Linked DNA regions of Mus musculus: regions 2 and 3 are each linked to region 1. A link is a contact called in public HiCAR-type and HiChIP or PLAC-seq data. All regions are on one chromosome and are shown on one strand. Each heading gives the region's core, a stretch centred on a gene start, on an enhancer-like site or on the middle of the called end of the contact. The rest is flanking DNA. Distances are from core to core; before and after follow the strand shown. Region 1 holds the start of Lsmem1 (leucine-rich single-pass membrane protein 1). Region 2 overlaps Dock4 (dedicator of cytokinesis 4). Region 3 overlaps Dock4 (dedicator of cytokinesis 4).

What was found. HiCAR-type assays count read pairs that join an accessible place to other places. HiChIP or PLAC-seq counts read pairs in DNA pulled down with a chosen protein or histone mark.
Region 2: a contact with region 1 is called in an H3K27ac HiChIP or PLAC-seq map of cardiomyocytes, with 5 times the contacts expected there. The contact joins the enhancer-like site here to the promoter of Lsmem1 in region 1. A contact is called at or near these places in 16 of 39 promoter capture datasets (the 3T3-L1 cell line, the C10 cell line, the HPC-7 cell line and 12 more), 1 of 15 datasets of contacts at CTCF or cohesin (the NIH/3T3 cell line), 1 of 484 Hi-C or Micro-C datasets (the N1E-115 cell line), 4 of 115 datasets of contacts at active chromatin or transcription factors (T-cell acute lymphoblastic leukemia, cardiomyocytes and embryonic stem cells) and 4 of 9 other capture datasets (adipose tissue, embryonic stem cells, macrophages and 1 more).
Region 3: a HiCAR-type map of embryonic stem cells shows a contact between it and region 1, with 5 times the contacts expected there. The contact joins the enhancer-like site here to the promoter of Lsmem1 in region 1. A contact is called at or near these places in 11 of 39 promoter capture datasets (the 3T3-L1 cell line, the HPC-7 cell line, cranial neural crest and 6 more) and 3 of 115 datasets of contacts at active chromatin or transcription factors (T-cell acute lymphoblastic leukemia, embryonic stem cells and microglia).

The regions. Positions count from the first base shown.
Region 1 is chr12:40,196,824-40,201,764 of GRCm38.p6, forward strand. It overlaps Lsmem1 (leucine-rich single-pass membrane protein 1), which reads right to left and starts at 2,492. Exons shown (of 4, transcript NM_001033437.2): 1 at 2,384-2,492.
Region 2 is chr12:40,681,299-40,685,823 of GRCm38.p6, forward strand. All of the region lies in intron 12 of Dock4 (dedicator of cytokinesis 4), which reads left to right. Among named protein-coding and RNA genes, the nearest start is that of Dock4, 240 kb to the left of the region's middle. Within about 2 kb of position 2,278, at least 2 of the 459 cell types and tissues checked have an H3K27ac peak or open chromatin away from gene starts, as enhancers often do. A contact at or near this core is called in cardiomyocytes, where this site is marked.
Region 3 is chr12:40,702,564-40,706,959 of GRCm38.p6, forward strand. It overlaps Dock4 (dedicator of cytokinesis 4), which reads left to right. Exons shown (of 53, transcript NM_172803.2): 14 at 298-422; 15 at 1,768-1,930. Among named protein-coding and RNA genes, the nearest start is that of Dock4, 260 kb to the left of the region's middle. Within about 2 kb of position 1,913, at least 5 of the 459 cell types and tissues checked have an H3K27ac peak or open chromatin away from gene starts, as enhancers often do. A contact at or near this core is called in embryonic stem cells, where this site is marked.

The sequences.
Region 1 (4,941 bases), core at 1,242-3,741:
AGTTCATGCTGACAGGAGCCTGATATAGCTGTCTCCTGAGAGGCTCTGCCAGAACCTGACAAGTACAGAGGCAGATGCTTGCAGCCAACCATTGGGCTGAGCATGGGGTCCCCATAGGGTCTCCAAGGGAGGAGTTAGAGAAAGGACTGAAGGATTTGAAGGGGTTTGCAACCCCATAAGAAGAACAACAATATCAACCAACCAGACACCCCAGAGCTCCCTGGGACTAAACCACCAACCAAGGAGTACACATGGAGGGACCCATGGCTCCAGCCACATATGTAGCAGAGGATGGCCTTGTCAGGCATCAAAAGGGAGGAGAGGCAATTGGTACTGTGAAGGCTTGATGCCCCAGTGTAGGGGAATGCCAGGGTGGGAAGGTGGGAGTGGGTGGGTGGGTGGGTGGGGGAGCATCCTCATAGAAGCAGGGAGAGGGAAATGGGATAAGGAGGGCTTCTGTGGGGGCTGGAAATCGGGAAAGGGGAGAACATTTTAAATGTAAATAAAGAAAATATACAATAAGATGTATTTAATATTCAAGGTTAAAAAAAAGATCCAAAAGTCATGCACTGATTTTTTTCTCATAAATTCAAACTGTATGTTTTAATTATCCTGACATGTTAATTGGAAAGAATGCATGTATGGAGTCATTACTATAAAGTGCTTTAAATATTGAAATTATTGTACTTCAAATATCCTGCATTGGGGCAGTCTTAAAAGAATGACAGGATACAGTTAAAAACAAGACCAGCAGCAGCTGTGAAGGGAAGGAAAGTGCCTCAGAGAGCAAACCTCACCCCTTAGAAGATAAGCCATGCCCTTGAAGTGCTGTTGGATGCCAGGGCACCAGGCTTGAAGCCACATTTTTGGAAGTGCTTTCTTCATCACCTGCTTATACTTTATTATTCCAAACACCATTTTCTGTGGGGGTGGAGGGGACCAGGAAAAAAATAGGTGCATGTGGTCACATGGTAGGATCATTGTTACAAACTCAGCTTCTATTTTGGGCATGGTAACAGAGACACAGTTTATTTCTGAATCTGACTTAATAGCTATTTCACCCTCAGGAATGTCACTACTGTTGAGAGAGAGAGAGAGAGAGAGAGAGAGAGAGAGAGAGAGAGAGAGAGAGAGAGAGAGAGCAGAAGAAGAAGAAGGAGGAGGAGGAGGAGGAGGAGGAGGAGGAGGAGGAGGAGAAGAAGAGGAGGAGGAGGAGGAGGAGGAGGAGGAGGAGGAGGAGAGGAAGACTAGCTACAAAAGTCACTGCTAAAAGGTCCTACTTTTAAAGTAATAGTCCAGTTACTAAACTTTGCTTGCCACAGACTAAGAAGGCGATGCCAAGATAGCTAAGCTACGGAGACATGGCACTAAGCCTGGTAGCCAGAACTCAATCTCCTTCACCTTTGTTCGATGGGAACCAACTCCTGCAACTTGTCCTCTGACCTCCAAGTAAGTGTTGTGGCATAAACATGCCCCGCCCACACACATAATTTAGAATAAAATCTGTCATAAAATTTGTTCAAGATTTTTTTTCTAAATCTAAAATAGACCAAGTAAATAATGGAGTCCTCTAGAAGGAGACATCTTTACAGCGAGCTCACAATGTTGGTAGATGTTTTTTCAATAAGCCTTTTCAGTGTTGCGACATGTTAAAATGAAAGACAAGCTAGTAGAGGAAAAAAAGGCAGTGTGATTCATGGGCTCCAAGGGCCTGCAGGTGGCTTCTGAGGGACTCTGCCAGTAAACGGATACAAGGACACACCTTGAAAACCAGAACCCACAGCTGTCAACACCAGCCCTTGCTATCTTTGGAAGCTGAAATGAGGGCATTCAGAAACAACCACCGAGGCCGCTGCAGAGTGTCACTACCTATTCCGTGTCGCACTAACTTGGCCTTCCTGCCGAGCTCCACTGGGCAGATTCTTTTCTGATCCTGGAACTCAGACACGTAAGTAGTTTCATTTTCCCGTGTTCTTGATCACTGCTAACAGCTGAGCCTTTCATCATCTAATAATTGCTTGATTCTCTACCAGTAGGACACTTCAACAAATAAAAATTGTCTCTGAAAAAAAAAAACTCATTGTACATTCTCCCTGCAGGTATTGGTATCAAAGCAGAAAACCATATTGTATGCTACGAACTCAGAATTGTTTACCAATGAAGGCTGAACTCAAAGCTTAATACGATGCTTCCTTGAGTGAGCCACGGCCACGTATGAACGGCATTCCTGAGTTCATGCCTCCAAGTCAGGAGGTAATTTTAAAAATCAAGTCTACATCTTTTCTATGAGCAGTCGAAAAGCACAGAATACATGCAATCAAAACCCCAAGGACTCAAAAATCATCATTCGGTCTCAGTAAGAAATAGCATGCAAATTACTTACAAAGACGTGAGCCTCCAATGCTCGGTTTCCTAGAAAAGACAACTACTCAGGAACAACTACAGCCAAACTTTCTACCAGTTCTGTAGTTCGCTCTTAATCTTCCTGCTGCTCACAAGTGCTCCCCTGAGGCCCGTAAACCCAGCACATAATTGGTGGTCTATATTTAGTGTAAATGTAGCCAAGCGATAACAAGATTCCCTGCAGTGGCTTCCGCTCTCATGTCCGAGTTTAAGATACGAATTGGTGAAGCTTTGCTTTAAAACAACAGACCGGCAAGCCTGGATTCAGTTGGTAACTGATGTGGTTCATATGAAGCTCAAGTTGAAAGTCCTTACTCAGTGGAAGTGGCTGTATCGTCTGACAGCACATTTCCTAGCTAGCGCTTCTGCTGTGCTGTGCTCCTGTGTATAAATACCCTGCAGCAGGCAGGAGCTGCCACTGGGACATCTGGTGTGCAGAGACCTCAGTAAACAGGGAGGATAGCTGTGATAACACAACTAGCGGAGTGGCTGATGTGTTAGATTTCCATCCCTGTATCCAAAATAAGTCAGCTTTATACTAGCCCCCCCCCCCGCCCCCCGTTTCAGACCTCTGATCTAGGCTTGCAGAAATAGAAAACATGGTAACAGGTACAGCTGAAAGAAGAGGCTTGAGAGGAAAGGGCCAAAGACTTGTCTTCAACCAAGCCTCACACCTAAAGATCCACCATTCTCCAGCGGTTCCAGGCTGGTGACCATGCAAGCCTTCTACACTTTTCTTTAAGGAGACTTCAGAGATCTAAACTATAGCAGCAGGTCCGGGGACTCCTGGGCTTTCAATTAGCTTTACAAAAAGTGTCTGTGGGTGCAAAGATTGCACACTTCAGCATTCCATCCAAAATGGGCTTCAGAAGCGCACCTGCCTTTTGGAAATAGCAGCCTTGTTTCCTTTCCACAAGTGGCAGGCAGTTTCTGCCCTCTGGTGTACACAATAGGTACTACAGTGAGAGCTGGGGCCTGCAAGCTCCGGGTGCCAGATCACACACAGTTTGGATGAAAACAGACTTGCAGTTGTTTAAGATCTGCCTTCGCTCACAAGTGCCCGCTCATTCTATAGCTCTGTGTGTTCCAGCTTCTCTTACACGGTTCTTTAGGGACATTATTATACTGTCAGAGAACAGGAATCTCACATTTTTTGGTCTTCCCATAGCTTGAGAACCAAGAAGACCATGCACTTGATACCTTTATCATTAAGTGCTGTCACCTGTATTAAAACTAAGCTCAGAAAAAATGAAGATGTTCCCATCATCTAGTCATGCAGGTCAAAAACCAAAACTCTTCTAACTACCCAATCTGTCCCAAATCCCCTATCATCTCAGAAGTACTTGCTTCAGTTTTGATGGCTGTTTTCCCCTTCTTCTAACATTATAACCTCAAGTACTAGTCCTCCAGAGATGGGAAACAGCCTCCACTGCCAGGGAGGGTAAAGTGGCAGCGATGAGACAACCCCATGCATGTGTCCATCCATCAAACCTGTCTGAAGGCACCTGGCTTTACTTTGACTCGTAGACAACGACTTGACCAGAATATGACGGCTCTCTTAATACTGAAATGCTGCTTTTTGAATCAGTAGAAAACATGTCTAGGGCCTTACATTTCTTTCAAATGCCCCTCATGGTATCCAGTCAATTCCCAGCCATCATAGAGTTGAGTCTATTGTTTTGAAATTAATTCTTGTGCTACAGTAATTTGGCTGAGAATCAGTGGTTGGCTGGCTGGCACTACTTTCAACTCAATTCTTAAACATCAGGTTCTTAGCAATCGTTGCCAGCAGAAGTTACTCAATGAATTCTTAAGATTTCCATCTTTGTAATCTCAAGCATGGGTTAAGTGCTTATTTCTCATTCCTCAAACCCTAACTAAACAAAAAAAAAAAAAAAAAAAAAAAAAAAAGCATAGGAATATGCCACAAGATGGAAATAGGAATAAATACCAGAGTTCAAACAATGTGACTGTGGTGGGAAACTAAGATGCCTGGACTTGCGGGTATATGAACCAACTAATGCTGCTGAAGTAGGCTCCGAGCTGGGCTGGGACGGAAGAGTTAAGTATGGACTCAACCAAGGTAAGTCATTGTATGTGAGCCAGACAAGGTAGACCGTGACTGAAAATGTTAGAGAGACGACTCTAAGGAAGAAGACATTGCAAACATAAGGCCCAAAGTCATTTTAGCTCTAAGGAATGAAATCGAGTGTGTGAAAAACTTCCAGGTTACTCAGCCCACCAGGCATGCTATCTACCCAATTTTAAGCACAAAAGACAAAAACAAAATTATTTACATCTCAACATTTCATGAATCAGAAAAGCAAACCTCCCAAAATTGAATCGCCCAATGTTTAATTCTGAACTTGATGTTCTACACAGAAATACATAAATCAAACTTCCAGTTAAGACCTTAAACGATTGACGCTTTTTGTATTCATTCCTAAGAAACTCTGGTTAGTGTGAACTCTGACTTGAACATCAATCCAAAGGATAACTGGGATGTTTCACGAAGCCACTTGCACTCGTGGGCGAGAG
Region 2 (4,525 bases), core at 1,028-3,527, 480 kb after region 1:
GTTCCCAATCTCATGGCAGTAAGCTGTGTGTGTGTGTGTGTGTGTGTGTGTGTGTGTGTGTGTGTGTGTGTTACAAAATTTCCTTTATCAAGTTCTGCTTGGAAGAACTTCCCCTTCAAAGACATGTAGGCTCTCCTCAGACATGAAGGAACATAATTTTTGACCCATTTCATGGAAGAAAGCCTAGGAAGATTAGAATGACCTTCTTGTACCTTATGTCTTTCAAAACAGTCCACTGAAATTCAATCTTTTGGGGTAGCATATTCTGAGGTCATTACTGTGCAACACACACACACACACACACACATACATACATACATACATGAAATAGCTCTCAGCCAGTAGATTCTTATGTACTTGGCATTATGAAAAAATAAAAATAGGTAATGATATTTATAAGAATGAACACATACCCAAAACCACTAAACTAAAAGACATAAACCAAAACTTTGACATAAACCTGTGTGTGTGATGAAAACGTTGCTCTCCTGAATCAGAATCAAGAGTGGAATTTTAAAATGGAAAATAACAATTAGTCAAAAGACAACGTTAAGGTATTCTTATGGTGTCATCCTCCGGTTAGTATAGATCCTCCAGCTCTCGTCTTTAGCCAGTAAATTTATTTTGGTTAAGACTGTGAAAGCAAATAATTCCAGATGCCTCTATTGTGTCTTCATTTGACATGCATTAATTTATGTGTTGGGCCTGTCCTGTTTTCTCTATAAGTTGTAGCCATTGGCTAATCACTTCCTTGGAATAAAAACATCAAAGCATTTCCCCAATTGAAAACTAGGAGATCTTTGCACCACTAGCAGTTACAATCAGCAGAGGCCGCTTGTGCTTCTCAGTCCCGCATGTTAGGAGAGCATAGCAGGTAGGGCTAGCCTCTTTCCAGATCCCAGGAAACATGATGGTGATTAACTTTAATGGTCAACTTTACTGGATTTAGAACAAACCAAAAGGCAAACTGCTTGTGCAAGCTGAGGGGAATTTTCTTAATCTGATTATTTGACTCAGTGAGACCTGCCCTAATTGGTGCTTCCCCTTCAGCAGCACAGATAAAAGAAGGTAGAAGGGAGCTTTGCTTTTGCCTACTTGTGTTCACTCTTACTGGGACATTCATCTACCAGGCTGTTGCTCTGACATATCAGAACTGCTATGTTATACAGTTCTGACCATATCTGAGTAGTGTCAGTATTAATGACATAAATTTGTGGCTGTTCAAAATGACAATATTAAAGGATACCCAACATCTTATCACCTGGGTTGTTGGAAATATTTCAGTAGATTGGTCTCCGGTTACTTCAGAACAAACACCTAATAGGATCTAATCTAAAGCTTATGGATTGTTAGCTATCTATACCCCTGAAAATTCTCTCTTGCTCCGAGTAAGTTCCAAGGGATCCATCCTCTTCTGCTGGTCTGAGAGTACTGTACCCAGTAGAGTGGCAGCAGGATGTGGAGCCTGTGGAGTAGTGAAAGGAAGTTGGTCTCATTGGCTGGCATTAGTATTTCTATGAAAGAGGCCTCCAAAGAGCTCTTTTACTCTCCACCAGGTGCCAACGGAGTTGGCCTGGAATTAAGATCTTCATTTGAACTCAATCACAATAGTATAAAACTTACACACACTTCAAAAATATTCCCAGTAGAACAGGGGTCTCATAGAGACAGAGATCAGGAGCCAGCAGGATCCTTTCCTTTGGGGGCTTTGCACATGGTAGTAGTGTCAACTCCACAGAAAATTGCTTCTCCATTTTTCAGCTTTCTGTGTTCTCTTTTAAAGATAGGATGTTACTTTCTTATAACTAGCTTCTATAGCCATATTCTTTTAAATCACCATCTTTGTAATTTATCTGGTTTACTTTCTAACAGTTACAATTAAAAGGAAGGAAAGTCCAATGAAATACATAAGAAAGGCTACACAGGAAATTGTATAAATGAGCATATTTTCCCTAGAGTGGGATCTTCAGTTGTTTGAACTACCTAATATATATATTCTACTAAAGTTTTAATGTTACATTTTAAGATGTCCTATGCTCAATGACTAGTGACCATTTGATAAGTATCCATTTTATGAATGATAAAATAAAATTAGAAGCTATATTGCCAATTATAAACTATGTAGCAGAAGCTTGTTTCATGGTCTCCTAGTGTCAGATCAAACAGCAGGAAGTTGGACGTGTTTGTCAAACCCCTAAGGGAGTTTTATAGTTTACCCTGGCTTTGAGGGCAAGGCTCTTAAAGTGCTTTCCAAATCCTCATTAAACAAAACTCTTAAGTGCCTTTTCATTTTTTTTCTCTAACAATGTAAGAACCTTCCTTCTCTGTACTCCAGAATATGACCCTAGTATAATGCCTTAGAAGTGCAATAGTTTGGGAAGAATATGGGTTCCATGGATTTTTTGCACAAGTTACCAAAATTTAAAAGGGGTTGGGTATTCAATTTGAAAGAAAAGGAAATATAACCTAGAGAAAATCAGTAGTGCTTAAGGGATGCAAAGCCTGAGATTTGGGCATTGTTATGATAATTAATAGAAAGAGAAGGGAAAGTTGCCAGTGATTACTTTATGTGTTTACTTCCCTGCTCTGTGCTCAGGGCAACCTGCTGAGCTGGGGTCTCATCTTCTAAAACAATTTGTGATACTAAGTTTAATCCCTCATTATTTTTTACCAAATTATTAAAATTACACATGATGATTATTCTGCCAGTCCTTTTCTATGCCACTACCAGACCTTGGTTCCACTAGGAATATTTTAAAATAGGTATGAATTTTGTAATATCATGGCTGAGTTCAGATGGAGAGCCTAATTCCAGCCTCACTATTGGACTTATTTATTTTTAAACAAAAAGGCAAATGAAACAGTTTGGAGCCTTTTCTTAGCATATTCATATCTTTAAATGCTGACTTTTATGAAAAAGAGGAACCATTAGAGTTTAGTGATCATAATTTATGAAACTTCTCTTTAAGAAAATAAAAGAAATGAGGATTATTATAGATAGTCCAACTATATTCTTCCTTTCCTATCCCAGTAATTCAGTTTGCGGATTCATTTGTAACTATTTCTGGGTTGTAATATGCCCTTTAACTCGTGTGTGAAAATCTTGTTACATGATTAGCACATCTATTCTTAGCTCAGGTATTTGTAGCGTCTTTATTTATAGAACATACATTTTAACATCTTGTAATCTTCTTCCAAACTTTTGTAGAAACTCAGAATAGAAAATAAAAACCAGTAAGTAGTACAGCTGGGCATGCTGGCACACTCCTTCAATCCCAGCAGTCGAGGCAGAGGCAGAGGCAGAGGCAGAGGCAGAGGCAGAGGCAGAGGCAGAGGCAGAGGCAGAGGCAGAGGCAGAGGCAGAGGCAGAGAGGCAGACAGAGGCATCTCTGTGAATTTGAGGCTAGCCAGAACTACATGATGAGACATTGTTTGAAAAGAGAGGGGTCGGGAGTGCACACGGTGGGGGGGGGGGGAGGGAGTGGTGGTGGTGGTGGTGGACAATATTAGGCTTTAAGTAGCTTATATGTCTTAGGTTAACATTTTCATCAATATTGTGATTTTGTTTACACTTTAATTGGCTTTATTAATGAAATTTTGGGTGAAGGGGTAGGCTTTTTTGTTTTTTTGTTTTTAACAAAGCATGGTTAAGGGTTTTTTTCCCTTAAAAACTACATCATTAGAATATTTTTGGATTGGTTGTTCGATTTGTTGATTTACAATTCCAATTCAGTCTCCCACTGAAGACGTTCTATTACATTTTCTTGATGGACTACTGTGTTACTAGAAAAAAAATAAATGTCAAGAATTTTTAAATAATTGGTATTTTTCTTTTTAAAATCTTGGTATAGTCAACTGTGTCACCCATTCTTCTGCTACAAGCATGGACAAGTGGTCAAGGACAGCAGTGGGGACAGTGACCACATTTACCTGGTGTATTCAAGGCCCTGGTTTTAATCCAGTATGGGGTTAGGGCAGACGGTGTAAATGTGGTAAGAAATGGAGAAACAAAGTTTGAAGAAAGAGAAATAATGCTACTATATGTAAATATGAGGCTCAAATCTAAACAAATAAAATTTGAATTATTGATCTGAGAGAATGGGGTCGTTGAGAAGGAGAAGAGAGTACTTAAGGTTTACCAACCCAAAAATATGTGATGAGGCTTAGGACCAAATAAATAGTACCAAGAAATGATTCCTCAGGTACTGGGCCTTAGAGAGCTGTTCTCACCGGGCGTGGGGACAGAGGGGCAGAGGGGCAGAGGGAGGCAGATTTCTGAGTTCAAGGCCAGCCTGGTCTACAGAGTGAGTTCCAGGACAGCCAGGGCTACACAGAGAAACCATGTCTCAAAAAACCAAAAAAAAAAAAAAAAAAAAAAAAAAAAAGCTGTTCTCTGGCTTTAAGAGGTAAAATGGGTAGAATGGTTCTTTTATGCCCTTCTTTTATGCCCTTAGTCTGGATTATGTAATAGTTGAGAAAAATTCATACTTATAAAATTTAAACTTGGTGTGTAAAGATAAAACTT
Region 3 (4,396 bases), core at 663-3,162, 510 kb after region 1:
AATGAAGGAAATATTGGGAAAATGTGAGACAGCTGCCTCGTCCTCAGCCACCTCATTTGTCTCCTGAATGCCCGTTTGCTGCACTGCAGCACCAGAGTTCCAGAGCCCAGCCTGTATCCTCCTCCAGTGTTGATAAGCAGCGAGGGTAGAGACTGTTTTATAAAAGTGTAAATGCCTTGAGACTTTTATATGTGTAATGTAACAATAACCACGTGTTTTTACAAACTAACGTTTCTCTTGGTAGAATATTACATGTCCTAATATATGTAACATGCTCTTGCTTTCATTTTTCAACAGGTGAAATGAGGAATGATTTATATATCACCGTAGAAAGGGGGGAATTTGAGAAAGGAGGCAAGAGTGTGGCCAGAAATGTGGAAGTTACAATGTTCATTGTAGACAGTAATGGTCAGCCCTTAAAGGTATGTTCATTCTGGACGGCCGTTGGTCTGACAACCCTTGCTTGGCTTCATCTCTACCTGTGATCATTTAATTTCTCAGTTGCCAGTGTTTTTTTTTCTAACTCTATGTAGGCTTTTTATTTTCATTTTTTAAAGTTCATTAAGGGGCCAGAGAGATGGCTCAGTGGTTAAAAGCACTCAGAGGTCCTGAGTTCAATTCCCAGCACCCACATGGTGGCTCACAACCATCTGATGCTCTCCTCTCATACAGTCATACATTTAAACAGAACACTCACATACTATATATATGTATATGTGTATACATACTATATATATATATATATATATATATATATATATATATATATATGTATATACACATGGAACATGCTATATATATAAATGGAAACGGTGTTTTCACTTTCCTGACTATGTATACCAATAATTTTATTATAATAGTCATTCCTTAAATACAGTATTTTAGTATCATTTAATTTTTTTCTTACTTTTTTTTTTGTTCTGGCAATTGGGGAAAAACAACAACAACAACAAAGCCAAGCAGAATAAAAGAAACAAACAAACAAACCTATTTAGCTTGCTGGCTCAGGCCTTTAATCCCAGCACTTGGGAAGCAGAGATAAGCAGCTCTGAGTAGGAGGTCAGCCTGATCTACAGAGTGAATTCCGACAGCCAAGGCGGCACACAGAAACCCTGTCTCGAAAAACAAACAAACAACAACTACTACAAAAGGCCTACCATGTTTAGTTTTTTTTAATTTTTTTTTTTTAAGCCAAAGTAGAGTCTGGTACTACTTGACACTTGGGGAAACAATAACAGAACCTCTTCTGGAAGAAGTGTTTTCTCTGAACATAGCTAGTTTCACAGTGTGTTTGCCTGTTCTTCTAAAGCACTGGTTCTCAACCTTCCTAATGCTGTGACCCTTTAATACAATCCCTCATATTGTGGTGACTCCCAACCATAAAATTATTTTCATTGCTACATCATAATGTAAAATATCTGTGTTTTGTGATGGTCTTAAAGCAACTCCTGTGAGGAGGTCCTGCCACCCACGTGTTGAGAACCACTGTCCCAAAGGTTGCACTGGGCCATCACAGTCACCTCCGGATCATGGAAGAGCCTCCTGAGTGGGCTGGGAATGTGGTTTTCAGGAGTTGAATTCTTACATCACATCCCAGACTTAGAATAACAAGCCATGGAGAACCAGGTTCAGAACAGAACTGGTCTCCTCCTCACTAGGTAGAGCAAAGGCAGAAAAAGAAGAGAAAAGATAGGTAATGTCTCTTGGAAAGATGTTTGTGGAAGAGTCTAAATGAACCTGCCTTTAACTCACATGTTTCTTCATTAGGATTTTATCTCCTTTGGCTCTGGAGAGCCACCGGCTAGTGAGTACCACTCCTTTGTGCTCTATCATAACAACAGTCCCAGGTGGTCAGAGCTGCTGAAACTTCCTATTCCTGTGGACAAATTCCGGGGCTCCCACATCCGCTTTGAGTTCCGGCATTGTTCCAGTAAGTATGGGGGTGGACCCCGAGGCTCTGTGGGCTTGGGGTGAGTCCTGTACTTACTGTGGGCAGATCTATAGAAAAGGTGACAAAGGAGGAAAGAAGGCAAGCAGTGGGGGGCCCTGAAGTGAGGGGCCTGACTCCTAGAGAAGCTTTGAAAGCAAAGACATGAAAGAAAACACAGGAAGTCCAGGGAGTCACTGTAATTTGGCGGCTCATCGCTTCCAACCTAGAATATTTGAACAGGAGCGGGAGACACAGCTTTAGAAAAACTATACTTTCTGGTGGGCTTCGGCAATCCCGACCTGGTATTACCCAGAGCTGACTCAGCTCTGGGAAGCCCCCTTGGAATTTTCTGGGCATGTGAAGCTACCGGGAAAGCATCGGTGAAGCTTAAGTTTGTGCTGACTTCTGTAATGCCTGCATCATTGTGCAGTTCTAGATGATGCTGATACGAGATAAAGTAATTATCTCATTTCGCAGATTTAAGCAGCTCAAGACAAGAACAAGCTTTGTCCTTGTGGACATTACTAGTCATATCTTCAGTCTTATTTCAATCTGTTTGCTCCCTTTCTATCATTTCAAACTGGTTTTCTGCCTCCCCCAGCTCTAGACTAGGGGTTTTCTGACACGTCTGTGCCTCTGACGTGTCAGCACTTACCTGAGGAGTGATTGGCAAGGTTCTAGAGAATCTTGCTCTGGGAGAAGAATGAATATCAAGCAAGCGACACAGAAGGACCACATTGTTAGAGGTGCAGTATGCACTTCCTCGGAACATCAGGTGGAGGGACTGTGCCTGTCATCAGAGATATGGCATGTTTTTTTTTTCAGAATTGGCCAAATCGTCTCAGTAAATTGGATTTATGAGGGGGTTTAACAATGCAGAAGAGCTAGGGGGTGGTGCTGAATGCCTTTAATACCAGCACTCAGGTGGCAGAGGTTGGCAGATCTCTATGAGTGGGCCAGCCTGACCTACGGAGCTAGTCCTATGATGGCCAGAGATCTACAGAGAAACCCAATCTCAAAAAACCAAATCAAAACAAAAAGTGCAGATAAAATCTGTTTGGTTTCTGCACTCCCAGCCTTGTACCTAAAACATCGTTCACAGTTTTGTTCAGTTTTTGCTGTTGTTATTTTAATTCAGAAGAACTAGCCACAGGAAAAAGAAAAAAAAATCCCCACAGTCCCACCAAATGTAAATGCCCAGTGTAATCATTTTTATTACATGGAGCTTCAAATAGTCCTGTGTAAGTGATAGTACTTGTTCATCAGTATAACATGACTGATTTAGTCATAAAATTGAACACCTACTGGGTGCCACCCACTTTACTGGGTGCTAGAAGCACATCCCAGAGCAAGGTTCCTCCTCTTACAGGGTATTTACTGAGAGAGGGAGAGCAGATCGATGAACAATAAATGCATAAGAAACTGTGGTCGCCCCTTATCTGAAGGCTTGTTTCCTGTGCTGTCAGTTACTTCTGATCAAATACTAAGTAGAAAATTCCAGAATAAACCATTCCACCATTTTAAGTTACACCCCATTTCAGTAGCTCAGAGAAATCTTGCTCAGACAACACTTTGTCCAACTTGAGATATGAATTGTTTCTTTGCCCATATATCTGTGCTGTGTACCGTACCTGCCTTATGCTAAGCTGTCTGCAATATCCCTGCAGCTACTGAGATACCACAGTGCTTGTGTTCCTTTGAGCTTTATTGTACTTACCGCTGGTCCCCAAATGGAAGAATAGTGATACTAGTGTCTCAATATGTCAAAAGCAAGCAATAAGTTACTTCTATGTGAAAAGAAAGATGGAAATTCTAAACTTAGTAAGGAAAAGAAAATCTCATATGGAAGTTGATAATATCTCTGTTCTTAGTATCTTACCATCCTAATTTATGAAGATTACCAGGGGTCTATATGGATAGGGAAATCTGATCGGTTTATAAGTTTAATACTGTGTGTAGTTCAGGCAGCCACGAGGAGTCTTAGAACATGCACCCTGCATACTAGGGTGGGCTGCTGTGTACCAAATGGTGCGTATACCCAAGAAGATGGGGAGGACTAGAAAGTGGTGATGCTACGCTGCTGCTTTATATGGGATAGTCGGGAACAAGAGCTCTAATGAGGAGATGTGACAAGAAGAAACTAAAAGAACTGAGCCATGAGATATCCCAGGGAAGAAAATCCCAGGCAAGAACAGTAAATAAAGAGGGCATGAGGTTGAGAAATGCTTTGTATTTTCAAGGAATACTTAGAGACTGGAGCTGTAACAAGGGAACAAGGCCTTATATTGGCTTTTGTGTTCTGGTAAGGCCTGTGAATTTTGTTTGAGGAGGAGAGCTGATTTTGAGGGCAGCTCTGGCTGCTGTATAGATAATAGACCACAGATAGGCCAGTTGGAAATAGGAAGACTGCTTGGCCCTGGGTGGGGTGGGGGTGGGAGGTCTTTGCAGTTCTTGAAATAAATTAGA